Regions from separate parts of the Arachis hypogaea genome. Here region 2 is linked to region 1. A link is a contact called in public Hi-C data. All regions are on one chromosome and are shown on one strand. Each heading gives the region's core, a stretch centred on a gene start, on an enhancer-like site or on the middle of the called end of the contact. The rest is flanking DNA. Distances are from core to core; before and after follow the strand shown. Region 1 holds the start of LOC112762542 (probable N-acetyltransferase HLS1). Region 2 holds the start of LOC140180540.

Region 1 (2,700 bases), core at 186-2,685:
TACACTAAGCATGGCCCAAGATTTGGGGACTTGTCCAATATTAGGCCCATTAAGCCCAAAACTTGCATTTTCCCATTTGAAAGTAGCTACCCATGTTCCCAAACTAAGCTTATTCCTAAGCACATTTTGAATGTCACTAGGGAAAAATTCAGTGGTCCCCATGAATCTTCTATAAAGAGACTCAGCTTTGTCAATGTTGACTTTAGCAATGTCAATGTTGGAAGAGATTCTAAATGAGTGGTGATTGTTGACAGGGTTCACAAGTATAGCTGGGGTCCTAAACTTGGTGTAACCAAATTTGTTCATGAAGAGGCTTATTGATGCATGGTTTTCTTTCTCTGTGGCCACGTATGCATAGTCCACATCATTGGAATTGAACCATTCTTCTAGCCTTTGGATTAGGCTTGAACCAATGCCTTTTCTCCTAGTTTGTGGGGCTACCCTTAGGCCTAGGACATAGCCAACCTTTGCAATACCCTTTGGCGGATGACACTCTAGTGTTACCACTTTTATAGAGCCTTGAATGAAACCAACCAATTCATTGTCCATCTCTGCCACCTATCACCAAATTGGCCTGTGAGTGTAATAGTACAACACATGATGATCAAAAAACGAATTAATGAAGGAAAAAATTGCTTTTTTCCATTGAATTAAAGAGAAAAGAGAGTGAGAAAATGGTTCAATACGATTAATTAGGAAGTTATTAATGACATATAATTATATATATTAGTCATGTTACTTGTACATCAAAATCAATCGTTAAGATCAGTCATCAGTGTATAATACATATTAAAATACAAAATACATATTAAAATTAAATTAAATTACACGTATATTTATACACAAATACATAACGACTAATTTTGATAGCTAATTTTAGTGTGCACATAGAATTTTTGTATATACACTATACTAATCAATACAGTTACATGTTAACAGTTATCTCAAAACGGAGAGAATAATATAATGTATAGTGTATAGTTTATATACCAGCATGATGTACATGGGGCTGTTCCGGATCCTACTGATGGGGTCACCCATGGAGTCTAGCATGGTTTCTGATGGACCTACCTTGCACCTTCTTTCAAGATCTTCAACCTGGGCTCTATCAGATTGACCCTCATAGCTTCTGATTATGAATTCCTTGAATTCCATATTCAAGAAAAAGAAAAAGGGTGTCCCTTATTATTTGAAGGAGGTATATATATGTTGTGTTATTATGGTGAATGATGAAGAAAAACAAGTGGACAAGTGAAAAGGGGAAGCTCAAAGCTAAAGAAGGGAGAGCAAATAATCAACATGTGGCAGTGGCATGATGAGTGAAAGAGTGCAATTAAGAAGTAGTACTGTAGTAGTACAACTACCACATGAGGAATGCTTTGCATAATACATCATCATAATGAACAAATATTTATATATATACATGCAAGGGGGCTTGAAATAGTAAAAAAAAAAAGTTGGAATAATTGATGCAATCGAAGAGGAATGACTTCAATTTTTTTATATTTTAATATGAGACTTATTTTAGTATATAATATGTACATATTTTTATGCAACGGCATATTATATCGGACAAAAAAAATTATCTACTTATTAATTTTGCAGGAATATATATTAAATACAAAAATATCATGTATTCACATTTATAATTAAATTTATAAATATAATCAAATAAAATTAAATTTCATAAATAATATAATAAAAAGTTATATTTATAATCAAATATACGAAAGCCAATCAGTTATAACTCAAATGGCATAGTCTTCTTATACTCAATTAAGAGGTTACGGGTTCGAGTCTCCTATCTTTGATAAAAAAAAATTAAATATACGAAAAAAAAGTATAAGAATATAGTGACGACTAATTTTTAGTGTTTATTAAAGTTTGATTATAGATTGTGAATAAGTTTGATTATTATGAAGTAAAAATTTTGATTATTTTACTATAAGATATTTGGTTGTTTGGCTACGTACTTTATTAAAAATCTCATCATAATAATTAATTTGGTAATTGTCTTTTTGTATTTATTGAGTATTCTTTTTTATTTTCATAAATACTAAAAAATGTTTAAAAATACATCTTAATTTTTGTATTATAATTAGTGTCGAACAAACAATGTTCTTATTTAAAAAAATTGAAAGGATATAGACAATAGAAATAGAACTTGGGGGAATGTTCTTTATGAGTGTGTGATATCTATAACGTATGCTTCAATATTAATAGAAGACAAAACTTTGATAAATAATAGAATGTGTTTTGTTGTCTCTAGCTTTTTGGTGTATGTCCACTACACCACCCTTATATAAATGCATAGCTTGATTAAGCTTTAGATAAAATCTTACATTTTAATATTTTTATATCATAAAGTTAGGTTTAATTAAGCTTAGGCTCAATGGACGTGCGCCACGGTGCACGCCTAAGGACATGCTTTTTTGTCTTTGCCCTAAATCCATACCCAATTGGTGATGAGATTCTCTACAAAAGTTTATTAGCATGAACTTGGAAAAACTAAAATTTAATATTATTGTTACATTACAGTCCAAACTAAATTAATTAATTTTTTTTATTTTTCACAGTATTTTTCAGTCTTAACGTATTAAAAATTAATCCGTCTCAAATTAAAATCACACGTGAAAATTTGTCATTAACAATTGAGTTACTATATACAAGACAAAATTTAAAATTTCAATATTTACTTAA
Region 2 (2,763 bases), core at 1-2,500, 340 kb before region 1:
TTTGATGGCGTCATTATTTGTTTGTTTGCTGGCTTCATGATTCTGAGGTTATTTGTTCATGAATTTGTTTGCTGGCTTTATGAATTTGTTTGTTGCTTCATAAATTTGTTTGCTGCTTTATTTGTTCGATTTTGATTTTGATTTTTCATTTTCTGAGGTTATTTGCTTGTTTGCTGGCTTCATGATTTGTTTGTTTGCTGGCTTCATGATTCCGAGGTTATTTGTTCATGAATTTGTTTGCTGCTTCATGAATTTGTTTGCTGCTTTATTTGTTCGATTTTGATTTTGATTTTTCATTTTCTGAGGTTAGTTGTTTGTTTGCTGGCTTCGTGAATTTGTTTGCTGCTTCATGAATTTGTTTGCTGCTTTATTTGTTCGATTTTGATTTTGATTTTTCATTTTCTGAGGTTAGTTGTTTGTTTGCTGGCTTCATGAATTTGTTTGTTGCTTCATGATTTTGGTTGCTGAATTATTTATTTGTTCATGGTTTTCTGAAGTTATTTTTTAGTCTTTGATTTTCTGATTGTTACATATGGAACAATCACAAAGTAACCCATAGCCACAAGATAATGCTGTTCAAGATTCTCAAACTGGTTCATCTAGAGGTAAACTTTGATGTTTGAAGTTGTTTGTGAACTTCTAATATTAAGTAATGGATAATTTATTATGTGAAATTTTAAGTTTTAATAAGTTAAAAATTATTGAATTTATATATTTAAAATTATTTTTAGATTTTTTAATAATTTTATTTAATATTTAATTAAACCGGTTGAACCCCGATTGAACCCCGGTCGAACCAATGAACCATTGAACCAGTGACCTCACCGGTTTATTGACCGATCCGGTTCTCGCAACTTTGGTTATAACTTAACATAGTTAGGATCTGAATTAGTTATATTAATTAGTTAGACTAGATACAGAGTTTGTTAGTTAGACCATCACCTTGTATGCATATATATACAATTGAGTCAATTTGGAATCTTTCACAATCAATAACAACTAAGTTCACTCTCTCACTATTCACAGTATTCAACATGGTATCAGAAGCAATTTTTTCTTGAACCTTCCACTCTTCTCTCCTTTCTTCTTCTCCTTCTTTCCCTCTTCTCTCTTCCTCTTTCCTTGACTCATATAACTGAGTTTGATGAGAATGTGCGTATTTCACCTCTGTTCTTGGTAGAAACAGTGATTTCAATCAACGAGACTTGGAAAGAAGCGTCATTTTGTGCTTTCTCTAATTCCACCAACCATGGCACAACCAGCCTCATCTTCATCTGCAGTTTCTTCAACTTCATCAATGGCTGTGGATCCTTATAACCTCTCTCCCGCTGATCAACCCGGTCTGATCTTGGTCACTCAACAACTCGTTGAGGACAACTATCATTCTTGGAGTCGCGCGATGCAGAAAGCCCTAAATTCTAAACGAAAGCTTGGTTTCATCACTGGATCGGTGCCTAAACCAGATCCAATTACTGAACCAGAGAAATTTGAGAACTGGCAGTGCGTGAATGATGTAATAAGCACATGGATTTTGAATTCTGTTACAAAAGAAATTGCTACCTCTCTCGTATACACAGATTCTGCAGCAAAATTGTGGAACAATTTTAAGGAGCGTTTTCAACATGGAAATGGCCCTCGCGTGTTTGAATTGAAGCGCGACTTGATGAATCTTCGACATGGTGCCATGTCTGTGTCACAATACTTCACAAGAATCAAGGTTCTTTGGGAAGAATTAAACTCATATCGCCCGGTGCAATGCAATTGCGGTGATGCACGCGCCATGCAAGAGTTTCTTCAAGCTGGGTATATCCACTGTTTCCTCATGGGATTGGATGAATCTTTTTCACAGATTCGCGGGAAAATCTTGCTCTTGGAACCTCTTCCCACAATTAATAAAGTCCTTTCTCTTGTAACACAAGAAGAAAAACATAGGGCAATAATAGGAGCTTCACTCAATTTTGCTTCCCAGAATCAAGTAGCCTTTCTGGCGAGAAATCAGCAACCACCACAATCTCAAGGTCGCGGCAGAGGCATGGTGAAGAAAGATAGACCCCTTTGCTCGCACTGTGGAATTCTTGGGCACACTATCGACAAATGTTACAAAATTCACGGTTACCCTCCAAATTTTGGCAAAGGAAGGAACATGAAGCCTTCGATTCATCATGTCTCCACATCTCAATCCACTTCAGATGCACAAATCAGCCCAAATTTAGCTCCAACACAAGTTCAACAGCTCCTAACCTTGCTGAATGATCACAAGATCTAAGATATTTCATCAAATTAATCAACAGAAGTTTCAACTCCAGCAGGTATCGTTCTCAACGCATCCATGTTAAGGTCAAATTTACCTCATAATTCTTGGATTTTGGATAGTGATGCCACCATTCACATTGCTTGTGATTTATCTCTGTTCACCTCAATACACACTTCAAAAACTTTTTCTGTCTCTCCACCTAATGGTGACATTTTCTCTGCCAATTTCATAGGTTCAGTTACTCTCAATAAGCATTTATCTCTCCAAAATGTGCTTTATGTCCCTGAGTTTCGTGTCAATTTACTTTCAGTTTCAGCCTTTCTTGCTAACTCCACAATCACTATCACTATTGGTTTTAATTACTTCACTATTCAGGACAACAAGTGTTTGAAGACGATTGGGAGGGGTGACTTGCAACAAGGACTTTACATCCTAAGAGCAGAAATCCCAACCAATTCAGCACTGCATGGTTCACATAATTCCTCAAATTCTTTTCTTTCTAGTCATAT

What was found. Hi-C and Micro-C count contacts between places; a contact is called where the count stands out from the background.
Region 2: a contact with region 1 is called in a Hi-C map of leaf, with 4 times the contacts expected there. The contact joins the promoter of LOC140180540 here to the promoter of LOC112762542 in region 1. A contact is called at or near these places in 4 of 8 Hi-C or Micro-C datasets (all in leaf).

Annotation. Positions count from the first base shown.
Region 1 is chr17:26,360,477-26,363,176 of arahy.Tifrunner.gnm2.J5K5, reverse strand. LOC112762542 (probable N-acetyltransferase HLS1) reads right to left here and starts at 1,435. Exons shown (of 2, transcript XM_025808411.3): 1 at 991-1,435; 2 at 1-574. The coding sequence starts at 549.
Region 2 is chr17:26,696,773-26,699,535 of arahy.Tifrunner.gnm2.J5K5, reverse strand. LOC140180540 reads left to right here and starts at 1,250. Exons shown (of 1, transcript XM_072221763.1): 1 at 1,250-2,266. The coding sequence starts at 1,250. The coding sequence ends at 2,266.